Linked DNA regions of Mus musculus: all the other regions are linked to region 1. A link is a contact called in public Hi-C and promoter capture Hi-C data. All regions are on one chromosome and are shown on one strand. The core of a region is the stretch at or near the end of the contact, and the rest is flanking DNA. Distances in the headings are between cores, read along the strand shown. Region 1 holds the start of Cecr2 (CECR2, histone acetyl-lysine reader). Region 2 overlaps Cecr2 (CECR2, histone acetyl-lysine reader). Region 3 has its middle 39 kb from the start of Cecr2.

Region 1 (4,771 bases), core at 822-3,321:
CCAGGCTCCCAACACCTTTCATTTCCAGGACTTTTGGCAGCATGAGAATAAGCAGAGGGAGAAGTTACAATGGGGGTGAGTAGTGGGTATAACGAGCACTCAATATCACAGTGATTAAGAAGGAGCCAAATCTCTCTTATCTTTCTGCTTTCTGGTATTGTTAATTATTATTAGGCTATAGTAATGACAACTGAGATGCCAGCTAAGAAGGTTAGATAATGATAAAAGATAAAGATGGAAGTGAGTGATAGGAGGATCAGGGAGACCAGGGAGGAAGGATCAAACAAACAGTCAGAACATAATGGCTTTGACACAAGTATGTTAAGAAACGCCACAGCACCCAGAGTGTCTGTAACCCCAGCACCCAGCAAGTGCAGGAAGGATTGGTTCAAGGTGCAGAGAGCTTGTTGCTCCCTAGTCTGGGCTTCATGCAACCCTTTTCAAAGGAAAATGGTGTGATACATGAAGAGCACAGCAGTTCAGGGCAAGTCAAACATGGAGGCTCCAGCCTGGGCTACAGACTCACAAAAAAGTTCCACGGAGCCCTCCTGTATCCCTCCACCCCCATTCATGAGGTATCTACAGAGTAGCTGCGTTTTGAAAACATTCAAAAACAAACTTTAAAAATAAAAATGGGATAGATAGCGTGTAGGGGTTGCTAACTCTCACCTACAGGGCAGTGTGAGGGAAGATGAAGTATCTTAAGGTTAGTTGGCTCACAAAAGGCACACTTGGATATATAACTTAAGGATTTTAGTGTTTTTAAGTGCTGCCTTACAAAGACACAAGAGGTTAGTTATTAAAGTAATTAGAATAGGTGAGGGAGGAGGAACGAGCCAGGCCTCCCACTTACACATCTATCTCACAAACTCGCTCCCTATTATTCTTTCCAGGGTTGTACCTATCTAAACAGCCGAATTTGAGTGCACCTAAGGGGCGGTGTTTCTGGCGAGGTGGACTAAAGAAGCAGCCAGGACTCTTAGAGTAGAACTGCTCAAGCGCAAATGACCAATACAAATAGGCGCTACTACAACGTAGTTTTTCCAAACTTCTGGGCTATTTCGGGGGTGATTTTTTCCCCTTCCGGTTTAGACAGAATTCCACCGTCCTAAATAGCAGTTAACTTTTCTAAAGTCCGAGCACCTTCCTCTCGGAGCGTATTCCCGCAGCCCGGGCAGGTCTCCACCCCCACCCGGACACACGTCCTTAGTCTCCAGGCTCTTCCCCATCCCCCAGCCTCCCAGCCACATTGTGAGCACTCGCGCCCGCAGCAGCCGCGCTCCGCTCCGGCGAGGGCAGTCAGAGGGCTCAAAGCCAGTCTCCTCCAGGGCGGCTGCACGTGTCCGTTCCCTGGGGTGGGGGAAATTGCTCTTCCCGCTAGGCTGCTGATTGGTGCCTCCCCCCTACTCCACCCTTCCCGCCACACTCTACCCCTCCATCCTACTCGGTTCCAGCCGAACCAGCCCCACCACCTTCTTCCCTTGGAGAAGCGAGGCACTTTAGCGCTCCCTTAAGTCCCGTTCTCAGATAGGCTAATAATAGTAATAATAATAAAAATAAAAAAGCGCTAAAGAACAGGTGGAAAGCGCGTCGTTTCCCCGGGCCTCCGGTTTCCAGCGTGGACGTCCCACTCGCTCTGTCCCGCGCCACCCTCCACAGCAGTAATAACTGAAATCCCACACGTGCGCACTCCCGGAGCGAGTCCCCAGCAAGAGCACCACCCCGCGGGCCCTTTAAAAGGACTCGACCACTGAGGCCACGTGGGGGTGGGAGAGACCCTTATTGTCTTCCGTCACCAAAGTCGCCGAACTCCCCGGCCCCAAACACCTGCACGGCAGAGCGCGGCTCCCACCCGCCCGGCCGCCCGCGGGCTGCGCGCGGGCCCCTCCGCGTCACGGGCGGCCCCTCCCCGGGCGCGGCTCGCCCGCTCCCCCTCCCCCGCCCTCGGTGCAGCTGTCCGCGCAGGGGTGGGGGCGGGGTTGTTGTTGTGGTGCGCGCCGGCCCCGCCCCCTCCTCGTGGGCGGCCCCTCCTCCCAGGTTTCTGCCGGGCCCCCTCCCCACCCCCAGCCCCATCTGTTTTCCTCAGCGCTGAGTGGATTATATTGTATGGGATTGGGGGCGGCCGCACGGCCGCGGCGGGACGGGGCGAGCGCGCGGCCCCCGCCGGCTGCCCGAGCAGCGGCCGCTTGAGCGAGTCGGACCGCCGCCCCCCGCCCGGCCGCGCCTCCGCTTGAGCTCACGCCGAGCGGCGGGAGCCGCCGCGCGCTGAGTGAGAGGCGCTGCCGGCGGCCGGAGTCCGAGCGAGCGAGCGAGAGCGAGTGAGCGAGCGCGGCGGGGAGATGTGCCCGGAGGAAGGCGGCGCGGCCGGGCTGGGCGAGCTCCGCTCCTGGTGGGAAGTCCCGGCCATCGCGCACTTCTGCTCGCTCTTTCGCACGGCGTTCCGCCTGCCCGACTTCGAGATCGAGGTGAGTAGCCGGCGCTGCGCCCTTTCTCCGCGCTTCTCTGCGGGGAGTCGCGGGCCGCCGACTTGGCGCGGAGTGCGGGCGGCGAGGGGGCTCGGCGGCGGGCACGAGGCTGGCGGCCGGCACGGGCTCCCCGTGGCCCCGCGCGCTCTCGCCGGCGGGGGTCGAGCCTGCTTTTGTCGGCGCGGGACCCCGGGGCTCTCCCGGGACTTCTCGGCCGGTCTGAGGGCGAGAGTGCGCGCGCGCTCCCCGCTGGAGCCTCGGAGGCGGCGAGCAGCTGCTCAGGCGGGGACCGGGACGCGATGCGGGCTCACGCGCCGGGGGCCACAGCGGCGGGGCGGGAGCGGCCTCGGGCAGGGGCGGCGTTGCTCGGGAGACGCTCGCCCGGGTCGCACTTGGCGGACTTGCGGAGGCCCGTAACTCTCGGGCGCTTCGAGTCAACTTCGGGCGGGCGCAGATGGGGCCTGGGCTTGGGGCGTTCTCCTTGTGGGACCGCCCGTCGCTCACCGTCGCTCGGGACGCCGAGACTGTGGAGGGAAAGTTTGGGCCCCCCTCCCTTTTAAAACAGCTCCTCTACGGAGGAAGGCGCAGCCGTCCGTATTCCGGGAGCTCTCTCTCTGAGTTGATTTCGCCACCATTATTCCCCCGGGCGAGCGAGGAGGAAAGGAATGGCTTTCTGGCCAGGCCGAAGGTGCTTTCAAGACCCGAGGCTTTGTGATAACTGGACTAAAATCCGAGGGTCCTAATGACAAGGACGGTGGCGGGAGTGTGGGAAACGGAATGTATAAGATGGTCCGAAGCAGCATCCTGGCATTTATTTTTGGAAGGAATTGTGAAATACTGATTGGTTGGCAGGTTGAGTTGCTTTTTTTCCTGTCTGTAGGGACTTAATCACCCTTTTTTTTTTTTTTTTTCTTCCTTGGGACAAAGGTACAAGAAACTGTTGTTGGTCAGTTACTGTTTTCAGTTTTGTGACTGCCTTTACAATGGAAGTAATCAAAATTAAAGTAATTTATTTGGGAAGTCTGACCGTTGTGGTTGCCTCTTCACCCCCCCCCCCCCCGAATCTTGATTTTAATTTGTTGACTCTTGAGGTCTTCGCACACCTTTATTTTTTAAAGTCCGTTGTGTTTGCAGAAATATCACTTGCTTCTATGAATGAAGCGTGGGAATTTCCTCGTGTTGCAAAGTTAACGAAATTGGAAATCTAAACCGATTACAAGGGGTGTAGGTTAGGAAGGTGAAGAGGAATGTGGACTGAAGTTGGGGCCATTCGATGGCTTTTGGAGGGACTTTAAAACAAAGTGAAAAGGTTGGTAGGATTTTCCAGGTCGTGGGCTTCTCCAGGCTTTAGGAAAATGAAACTTGGCAATTAAACGCAACTCAAAGCGTTTATTTACAAAGTTTGAACAGGAGTGTAAGGACCATTTTTGTGATGAAATTTTGTAATGAAATCGGACTACAAAGATTAACGATTTGAGGAATCTTAAAGGGGAAGAGATGATGATTAATGATTCTGATGTCCTGTGTTTCCTTTTAGTTAGTTTGAAATCTTGAGTAGTCTAATTAAATCCTGCTGTTCAAAATGGCTGCAGTGTGTGTGTGTGTGTGTATGTGTGTGTGTGTTGGTGCTTGTGACAATTGCTGTCTTGGGTGCTGATAAACCTGTCCCAACCCATTTTCTTTCAAGAGGAAATAAATTGATGTGCGGATTACAAATTGAGTACATTTGAAAACGCCACTGTTGGAGAAATGGCACTTTCCCAAGTCCTTGTATTCCCATTTTGTTGATAAAAAGGTAGAGGAAACTCATTTTGTCTTAATTATACTCAACATATTTAAAGTTAACCTCTAATTTCTATCTTTAAATAGTAAACTTGAGGTTCTCAGTGTTTGTTGGCCTAATTCCTCTCGGAAATGTAAGCTGTTACTGTCCTTTACATGGTGAATAATCAGGTCTACTTGACATGGTGTCTCTTAATTCTAGTGGTTAAGAAAAAATTATGCTGTGTGGGTGTACATGTGTCAGGGAGTGCTTGTGGAGGTCAGAGGACAGTTTGAGGGAATTCATTTGGTGGTGAGAGCCCCAGGAGTCAAGCTTGGGTGGTCAGGCTTGGTACTAGTTTCCTTCACAGGGAGCCATCTCTCCTATGTGTTTCTTGGAAGATGCACTTTGTTCCTTAAAGTGTGTGTTACTTGAAACAACATTCAGCACATTACTATCCTGATTCCAACATGTACATACCTTAAATACTACCAGCCATTTCTCCCTTTCCCTATGGAGATGATCAATAAATGTGGAACATGAT
Region 2 (4,771 bases), core at 868-3,367, 51 kb after region 1:
CCATTTTCATGCTTTCAACATATCCTCCTACCCCTCCTTCCCAGAACTGGCATCGCTCTCCCAAACAACAGGTCCTGCCAATTATGTCTACCTTAACCTTTTGGGGTCGATTACGCTTTCCTTCAAAAGCCAATGTCCTTTTAAGAGAAAAACTGTCTTTTTAATAATGTGTATGTGTGTTTATCTGTATTGGGTATGTACACAAGAGGACAGGTACCCACCAGGGGGAGGCCTCTAAGCCTCTCAGCATTGGTACTGGAGCCCATTCATGTCTTCTACAAGAGCGGTTTATGCTGTTAACTTCTGAGCCATCTCTGGCCTCAAGCCAGTTTTATCTCTATTACATATAGAAGCCACTCCATCTAAATGCCCTCTGCCTTAATCCCTACACCCCTTGCCAAAAGGGGGAGGGGTGAGTCCTGGTTGAGAGTAGAGAGGGCCAATAGTTTCTGATGCCTGGACTGTCATTTGAAGTAGCTTCCAGAAGTAGTTCTGACAGCCTCCTGCTTTAATTAAGTGTACCTTCCCCTGCTGCAAGGACCAACAGTAAAAGCAAAGGCGCAAAGTAAGACTGTTCAGGAAGCTGTGCCATTTTGCCCTGTGTTTCCTGTATCCTGCCCATGGGTGGTAGAACTCAGCTACCCTACCTGCCATCATTGAATAACTCACATCAGTCATGAAATCTAGACAGCCTGGTGGTAGAAGTTGGGTATGGCTAGCCAGGAACCTGTTTTTCCAGATTTCTTTTCTGCGTGGCCATGCTTGCACGAGCCTCCCAGAATGTGACAAGTGGAAAGCTTTTGGGCCTTTCTGTAGTCTGGAAGTTCCATGGAGCTGCAGGAATCTCCTGCTCCTCCTTGCTCACCCCTCCCTCCCCGCAATCCTAAAATATCTCGTATTTAATAGAAAGTTGCACTCTAGGTTTACTGTTTTTTATTGGTATAATTAATATTTTGCAGAAAAATTGGTGGTTTAGAGTTGCATTCAACTTTGATGGAAGAAGCTATTTTATTTTAGATCTATTCTGTTTCAAGGGAAGTTGAGGAAAAAAAAAATATTACAGCAAAGCAGCAAAACAGACCTTCAGCCTTTGGAAGTATCCGAGATATGCTGCTGGACCAACTAAAATTGTTTATAGCTGGTTTCAGGTCCCTGAGCATTATAGGCACTCTATCTGATTTATACTCTACAGTCTAAATTGGCATGGCACATGCCTTTGGGATTAAATTAATTTATACCAAGTGAGAAAGCATCAGCTGTCAAAGTCAGGGTGCCTTCTGGAGACCAGTATGCTTTTTTTCTTGGAGCATTCTGAGCTTACACTCCAGGCATTCTCTCTTGAACAGCAGCTGGGAGAGCCCTTCCCAGGGCCTGCTGAGCTTCCCTTTGTGCAGAAGTGGATCTGTTCCCACACAGGAGCAGAGCTGACCCAGATCCTACACCATCCTTGATCCTATGTACATCAGAAGGATTTTAGCTCTAAAAAAAGTTAATGCAACAAACAGAATCTATTATTCTTTTTAGGTGTTTTTGTTTACTACTTTTCTGTCTCTAATGAACTCAAAGCATTATTGTGATTGATTGGTAATTATGCAAATCTATGATCTTTGTCCTTATTTGGAATTAGAAGAAAGATTTCCTATTGAGTAAGATTAAAGAAAATTTGTACAATGAACAGGAGCATCCCAGCAGGCAAGAGAAAATATCAGTGTTGTTTAAGAGAAGGGATTTAGGAATATCCTATCTTTAGAGTGTCTATATAGTCAAATGGTTTTGTTAAGCAGGCAGGACTTTAGAAATAAGCAGTTAAGAATACTTTTCTGCAAGTGTGCTAAAAGCACCTCTTTGTGTTACTTTCCATTGCCCAGTGGTGTGGGCTGTCCCTTGCTCAGCCTGAGTTCTTCCCCAGTAGCCACTGCATGGTGGAAAGATTTGTTCTCTGGGGCAGGGAAAGTGGGGGGACATTGATTCGGGCTTTTCACTAATGAGCTGTGACGACAGCTGCAAGAGGGGCAAATCCTGTTACTCTCTTCACCTACTCTCTGAGGCTGCAGAGTGGATGGGAACAAGGTTCCCCTCTCTCTGCCGATCTGCTGCCTTTTCTGCTGTTGCCTTTCCCTTCCTCTTCTGCCCCTGAGCATCTTGGCAAAGGTCACATTTCGGTGCTCACAGTTCATTGCACACAGTGAAAGGGAGATACAAAAGAGTAGGAGAGAAAGTGAGAAAAGCAACCAAAAAAAAAAAAGGTTGGGGTGGAGATTTTTAGGAGGCTCTCTCCCTTGCTGCCTTAGTCTTACGACTTAAGCTCCAGGTTGAAACCTTAAAGCTTTGAATAACCTGGATTTCCAAGTAGTTTTTTGTAAGCAACTTATTAGAGCATGAACATGATGGGCTGTGAGTTAAAGAGAATTTCAATTTCTGTTCTGAAACTTGTAAATTTTGAAGATCGTTTTATCCCTAGTGTTTGCTCAGACTGTCATTGTAAGGATGACCTGTAATATTTATAGTATGTGTCAGAGACCATACTTAGCAATATTTTCCTAATAGAAAAAAATGTTAAATTGTGGCAAAAAGTTTTAAAATTGAACTATTAAAACGATTTCCCCATTAACCATTCTTAAGTGCAGTTCAGTAGTACCTTGCTGCTAGTCATTTGAGTGCACATTTTAGTAGTGTTAAGTGCAGTCACACCGATGTGAGGCACATCTCCAGAACTTTTTCTTTTCTGTGTCTGAGATTCTGTACCATTAAACTAACATGGAAAAGGTTAACCAAGCTGGTCCTTTTGTTAAGCAGGATTAAAATGGCTTCTCCGTTCTTTTGTTGTTGCTGTTTTCTCCTATAACATTCTTACTGTCCATTCCACTCCAGAATGAGAGAAAGGTATGTTTCACTATAGAGTTTTTGGTTTATTTATTAGTATAAACTGCTGGGACTCTATTACCTACAGGAGCAGGATAAAGCAGCTATTTAAAATTTTTTGCTTATAGGGGGTTGGGGGAGAGAGGATTTCAGTGTGTAGCTCTGGCTTGCCTATCTCTGCCTCCTGAGTGCTGGGATTGAAGGTGTAGATCACTGTGTCTAGCTTTAATAACTCTTGACCTAGCATTCTCTGGGAAAAGGCCTTGTAGAAGTGCACAACTGGAGCTCTGTGTGTGTGCACATGCACACACTACATACTACATATACACACACTACACACACACACACACACACACACACACACACACACACATATCAGTGGTGAATACTGGTCTATAATGAAGGTCTTGGGTTCCATCCCCAGCTCAAAAGATCAGGGCTTGAGTGTGGTGAACAAGGGGACATAGTAAATCCCATAGAAGTGTGTATTACAGTAAATGTTAATGTAGCTGTGGCATTTTGGTGGTAGGACCACAAAATTGAAGTCTTCTGGGAAGACTTGTAAGAGTTGTAAAGACCAGTGTCTTCAACATGACTTATTCGTTACATTCGTTACAGAGAGACAGATATATAGTCAGGTATCTTTTTTGAATGCAGTTCATTGTTTACATAGTACACCTCAGGAAAAAGGAAACAGCATTGGTTGAGTAGAGGTAGCACAAGTTGTCTAGTGCGCAGCAAACAACCATGTCCCGAATTCAAAGGTGGGGAAGGACTGGGAGGGCAGAGATCCTGGCCCCACAGCAAATGCTCCTTGAAAGCAATGTTCTTTTAGAGCTACAGAGGCTAGCTATCATAGGCTTAGTTGTACTTAGCCAGGTCAACCAGAATGCCAGACACTCAACATTCACCTGGGTCAGAGGCAGGAGTTCTTAGTGGAACACACAGCCTCTAGAAGTGTTCCTATTGCTATGTGGTTCTTGTGGTAAAATGGGGTATGCTGGGACACCAGCACCTACTGAGCTGCCTGGAGCCTGGTCTTTTTATAGCCCTTCAAAGGTTTGTCTCCTCCTTGCAGACATTTTGGTCTTGCTTCTGGTTGGTGTGGGCTGGCTGATGGGCTTTCTATGGCTTTGCTGGCTATACACTGGTGCTTGGTTCTGGTGTCAGGCTACTGAGCTGAAATGCCTCCATTTTTACTATAATTATATGTGGGTGTGCATGTGAAGAGGAGAGGACACCTTCACTTGGCTTTCGAAGATAGACTTCAGCTCACCAGGCTTGTGTAGCAAGTGCCTTTACCCTCTGAACCATCTTGCTGACCCCATTGAGTCTTTTAAAATATAGAACCTTAATAAGGGAAAGATAGTTTTGTTTCCCCAAGAATACTGTCCTGGGTAACTGGGTTCTCCTCTCCCCTCTCCCTTCTCCCCATCACAGATTTACTGATTTGGAAAAGTCTTTGAGACTGGTTTTGCTATTGGAATCCAGATTGACCTTGAATGTTCTATTCGGCTCAAGCATTGAGATTGCAGGCCTAGCTATCTTGAGAGAGTGGATGTGTATGACCTGTAATTTGCCTTCTAGCTTTAGCATCCCTGGGTTCTGATATACTTTGAAGTGAATAGCCTGGAACTTCTTTGCATCCAGGATTAAGCTACTGTTAGAACAACTGGCCATTTATTTTGTAATCTTAGCCTGTGACCAGGTTTAAACTGTGAGCCTATTGTTGTTGTTGTTGGTGGTGGTGGTGGTGGTTTGTTTTGGTTTTTGATTGTTTTAGAGTCTCAAACAGCCCATTACGTTTTGAAAATAAAGATTTTCCAATTTAGGGCTTTAAAATAATAAACAATTCATTAGATTGCATTAAAAGTTTAATATTTCTCTATACTAGAAAGAGGCTGTTTAC
Region 3 (4,771 bases), core at 1,647-4,146, 39 kb before region 1:
GTGGTTGCTGGAATTCCAACTCAGGACCTTCGGAAGAGCAGTCAGTGCTCTTAACCACTGAGCCATTTCTCCAGCCCAACCCCCCAAGTTTTAATCGTAAAGAAAAAAACCTCAATTTTAAAGATGTGTCAAGAGGATGGAAAGATGGCTCAACAATTAAGAACATTTGCTAGAGGCAGATCTCTTGAGTTTGAGGCCAACTTATTCTACCAGGTCTATTCAAAGAAACCCTGTCTCAAAACCATCTATTCTCGCACCCCATCCATCAAAAATAACACTTGCTAGGTTGTTTCTGGTAGTATAAGCCTTAGGTCCCAGCACTCCAGAGGCAGAGGCAACAACAGATCTCTGTGAGTTCAAGGACAGCCTGGCCTACAGATCGAGTTCCAAGCAATCAGAGCTATGTAGAGACATCTGGAAGAAAGAAAGGGAGAGAGAGAGAGAGAGAGAGAGAGAGAGAGAGAGAGAGAGAGAGAGAGAATAGTGCTCTCCCAAGTTTAGTTCTTACGACCCACATGATGTCTCACAACTGACTATAACTTTACTTACAGAGAATCTAGGACCCTCTTCCAGACTGCATGGGCAGCAGGCACTGACATAGTACACATTATGCATGCAAGCAAAACACTCATACACATAAAATAAGAATCAATATTCAGGAAAGAAAGCTTTGGCGGCTTGGGCCTCAGGAGGCCTGACTTGTTTCCCTGCTACTATGCTGTGACTCCCAGCTGTAAATTCCTGGGGTTGCTTTTAAAACATTTTGTACTCAATCAAGCAGAACGAACCCGTGGGGTCAGATTTGGATTTGTGCAGATAAGACTAAAAGGAGATAAGAACCCTGGGCCCTGAGCCAGACCGTCCTGTCTTCCTGTCCCGGCCCTGCTCCTGCTTGTCTCTTCTCTTCCTGGACTTGTATCCTCATGGTTAGCAGGAGCAAACCCCTCCCAGGACGGCCGGTTACTCAGTGAAGGCACCCAGAGACAGCTAGTGTGGGATTCACGCATAAGCATGTGTTCCTTTGATGTTTTTTTTTTTGTTGTTGTTCTTCAAACTTGAAATTGCAAAATTAATTTTACCTAGCTTGATTTAAAGTTACAAAGATGAGAGAATGAAGAGCACTGACTGTTGTTTCTGAGGACGCAAGTTCGATTCCCAGCACCCACATGGTGGCTCACAACCATCTGTAACTCCCATTCCAGGGTGTCCAATCTCTTCCTGCTGCTGCAGGTACTGTATCCACATGGTGCACAGAAATACATACAAGTAAAGTACCGTGCATACACATAAAATAAGAATAAATACAACTTGTTTTAAAAAAATCATGTATAGGACAGGAGAGAAGTTTTGGCAGTTAAGAGAGTGTGTTCTTGCAGAGAACCTAGGTTTAATTCTCAGGACCAACACATCAGTTCCCAGCTGTTTATAAATCCAGTTGCACACAGGTGGTACCCATGCATATGTGTCAGGAAAGCACTTAGGTACCTAAAGAAATAAACATGAAATTATTTTTTAAAATTAGTATAAGAATGAGAGGCTAATTGTAAAACAGTGTGCCAGGTACCTGGGGATGGGGTGGTAAAAACTAGGAGCGCTCAGTGGGTACGGGGCGGGGGCGGTATTCACAGTTTCCAGCTGCCATCTTGCTGCCTGACCCTCACCTTTCCCCTCCTCCCATGCTCATGCCCACTCTAAGAAGGCTTTCTCAGCTGGGCTTAATCTCTCCGTGTATAATATGTTGCTGGTCAGGTATTTTGCTAGTAGGCTCACAGGAGAGCACCCTGGTAGACAGTAATTACGTATCTACTAGCAGGTTGGGAATGGTCAGCCTCTCTGCATACTGGAATTGCAAAAGGCTTAGAAATCTGGGGCCACAGTCTTTGGAATGGGGATGAATTTTCTGCAGTTCCTCTAAAACTAGGAAGATGACAACTCTTTCTGTAGTTCTTCCTCCTTTAAAAATATTTGGTGTGGCCAGGCGTGGTGGCACACGCCTTTAATCCCAGCACTTGGGAGGCAGAGGCAGGTAGATTTCTGAGTTCGAGGCCAGCTTGGTCTACAGAGTGAGTTCCAGGACAGCCAGGGCTACACAGAGAAACCCTGTCTCAAAAAAAAAAAAAAAAAAAAAATTGGGATGTGTGTGTGTGTGTGCGTGTTCCGGTGTGTGTTCCGGTGTGTGTTCCGGTGTGTGTTCCGGTGTGTGTGTGTGTTCCGGTGTGTGTTCCAGTGTGTGTTCCTATGAGTGCATGTGCTTCTGCCCAGAAGCAGAACTCAAAGGTCCTCTATCTTTCTCTGCGTTATGCCCTGAGACAGGGTCTCCCACTGAACCCGGAGGTTGCTATTTTGGTAGGTTTGCTAGTCAGCTTCTTCCTGAGTTCTGTCTCTGCCCCCCACTGCTGGGGTTACAGGCCTGTGTGGCCATGACCCGATTTACATGGGTCCTGGGAGTTCGAACTCAGATCCTCACGCCTACGTAGCGAGTGTCCTTACCCACCGAGCAGTCTTCTCAACCCCAGGATTCTTTTATATCAGAATGTGACCAAGTCGACAGAGGGATGTGTGGGATCTCTGCTGTGAAGCAATCACAGTCTCGGGGAAAGTCACAGTGTCATAGAGACAGTTTTAAGCTGATGTTAACTCTTTACTGGGATATGAATGTGAGGACTGCAAGCATGTAAACCTACCCCCACCCCCACCCAACGCCCCATCCCCCATGCATGTTGGGCTGAAGCCTCAACTCCTGCCGTGACTGTATTTGGGGTTGGGACCTTCAAGGAAGCAGTTAGGTTAAACAAAGAGTGCTCACAGTTCAGCTTGCAGTACTATTCAAAGGTCCTGACCACACTCCCCTGGGGAGCCAGAATTCAGTATTGGCAGCTTGGTAGCACCTGCAGTGCCCTGTTTGTGCTGGTCCATACTGAATGCCTACTGAAATGAGGTGGAGACAGAGGGTATGGTGCCCTGGTAATGTATTGTGATGGCTAGTTTTCAGGGTCATATTGACACAACCTAAGATCACCAGGGAAAAGACTCTCAGTGAGAGACCCTATCTCGGGTTAGCCTGCAAGTGTGCTCGTTGGGGACTATCTTGCTTGCCTTAATTGATGTGGGAAGACCTAGCCTGAAAGTGGGCGGCACCAGTCACCAGTCTGAGAACTCTATCAGCGTAATAAGCATGCACACATTCATTTCTCTCTGTCTGCTCTTGACTGTAGTTATGTGAGTAGCTGCTCCTGTCCTCTTGCCGATGTGACTCAATCACAGTGACGGACTACAACTTGAACACACCATGAGCTAAAATAAACCTTCCCTCCCGTAACTCATCAGGATATTTGATCACAGCAGCAGAAAGGAAACTAGAGCATTTGCCTGGCCTGCGCAACCTCACCATGCCGGCTCATGCTGGATTCTGATTGTCGACATATTGGGTTGCAAAGCACCTCGGTTAGTGAGGCACTCCTGTGGTATGCCTATAAGGGAGTTTTCAGTCAGTTTCCCGGGTACCACGAGCTAGAACTTTCTTTTACCATGGGCTTTCCGTACCATGATGCTCTGCCTCAGCACAGACCCATAGCATTGGAGCTAGCCAGCTGTGGAGCAAGAATACCTCCTTTCAAGTTTGTCTCGGATATCTGTCACAGCAACAAAAAAAATATATATAATACAGGTCTCATTGTGTTTTCTCAGGCTCCTAGGCTCAAGCAAGCCTCCTGCCTCAGTTTCCTAGGTAGGTGAGATGGGCGTGTGTCTAGTGTAATTATTCATCTTTTAGTTACCATAACAGAGATCCTACACAGAGTCAGCTTATATTAAATAAATTAATTGTCAGCACAGCAATGAAGAATTCCGGCTTCATTCATACATATTCAAGTATGTGGGCAAAGGATAACCCAGGGATTGGTTCTCTGCTTCCGCTGTGGGTTCTGGGAATGGAACTTAGGAAGCCAGAATTTTGAAGCAAGCAGTTTACCTTGCTGAGTTTAGGACTCAGACACTGAAACACAGGCATCACAGTAGCCAGGCAGGCAGTGACAGTGGGCAAGCAACTGGCCAGAAACTCTAGCGAGCAGGGTACGTACGGGTTTACCTCACAATGCAGCTGACCTAGTATTCTATTTGGGAAAATTACAGACAACGCTTCTAGATTTCTCAGACTTTCCAGAGAAACAAAACAAAACAAAATATCTTGAACAAAACAAAATATCTGGATTTGTTTTAAATTTAACTTACTCCATTTTTAAAAGTTTTATACAGAATTCAAGGAACTTTAACAATGAGTTAAAGTTAGATGTTGTGAATGGACTTAAAGTAGATTTCTTGGCTTCAAATTCTCCATGCTTATTTTGTCTGCCTGCCTGTCTGTTTGTTGTTGTTTAGAGACAAGTACAACCAAGGATGACCTTGAACTCCTGGTCCTTCTGCCTCTACTTTCCAACCTCTGGAACAGGCTTGCTCCATCATGCCTGGGTAAGCCCTAGCTGTGATCGCTAGGAAACTTACCTAACTTTTCTCTGTATCTGATGATCCTTATCTGCAGAGAGTCTGTCAATAGTATCTACTTCATGAGGTTGTTGTGAGGATTAAATGAATTAATTGTCTGTACAACAAGCATTTGTCAAATAAAGAAAAAAAAATATTTGAAGGCAGACCAAAGGAAACACAGCTGGGCCAGTCCCGAGCTCTGGGCTACCAGTGTGTTGCAATGTGTTGGCTCTGCTCTTGAACAGATGCTCAAGTCTAACCAGAAGGACATCTTCCCTTGCAAAGGCTG

What was found. Promoter capture Hi-C pulls out the DNA fragments that hold promoters and counts their contacts. A called contact is a pair of places that touch in the nucleus more often than the background predicts.
Region 2: a Hi-C map of brain shows a contact between it and region 1, with 2.6 times the contacts expected there. The contact joins the enhancer-like site here to the promoter of Cecr2 in region 1. A contact is called at or near these places in 11 of 39 promoter capture datasets (the C10 cell line, cranial neural crest, embryonic stem cells and 6 more), 1 of 15 datasets of contacts at CTCF or cohesin (large pre-B cells), 28 of 484 Hi-C or Micro-C datasets (the HPC-7 cell line, bone marrow-derived macrophages, brain and 15 more), 10 of 115 datasets of contacts at active chromatin or transcription factors (astrocytes, cardiomyocytes, embryonic forebrain and 4 more) and 1 of 9 other capture datasets (liver).
Region 3: a contact with region 1 is called in a promoter capture Hi-C map of pre-B cells. The contact joins the enhancer-like site here to the promoter of Cecr2 in region 1. A contact is called at or near these places in 11 of 39 promoter capture datasets (the C10 cell line, the HPC-7 cell line, cranial neural crest and 6 more), 11 of 484 Hi-C or Micro-C datasets (B cells, the C10 cell line, the G1E-ER4 cell line and 4 more), 10 of 115 datasets of contacts at active chromatin or transcription factors (the 230-238 cell line, embryonic stem cells, epiblast stem cells and 4 more) and 2 of 9 other capture datasets (adipose tissue and liver).

The regions. Positions count from the first base shown.
Region 1 is chr6:120,664,243-120,669,013 of GRCm38.p6, forward strand. It overlaps Cecr2 (CECR2, histone acetyl-lysine reader), which reads left to right and starts at 2,072. Exons shown (of 19, transcript NM_001368706.1): 1 at 2,072-2,465. The coding sequence starts at 2,340.
Region 2 is chr6:120,714,699-120,719,469 of GRCm38.p6, forward strand. The region is part of intron 1 of Cecr2 (CECR2, histone acetyl-lysine reader); the gene reads left to right. Gm52876 (a long non-coding RNA gene) reads left to right here. Exons shown (of 2, transcript XR_003956357.1): 2 at 1-4,771. Among named protein-coding and RNA genes, the nearest start is that of Gm52876, 22 kb to the left of the region's middle. Within about 2 kb of position 2,118, at least 45 of the 459 cell types and tissues checked have an H3K27ac peak or open chromatin away from gene starts, as enhancers often do. A contact at or near this core is called in brain, cerebellar granule neurons, cerebellum and 9 more, where this site is marked.
Region 3 is chr6:120,624,460-120,629,230 of GRCm38.p6, forward strand. No RefSeq gene overlaps it. Among named protein-coding and RNA genes, the nearest start is that of Cecr2, 39 kb to the right of the region's middle. Within about 2 kb of position 2,897, at least 14 of the 459 cell types and tissues checked have an H3K27ac peak or open chromatin away from gene starts, as enhancers often do. A contact at or near this core is called in the 230-238 cell line and pre-B cells, where this site is marked.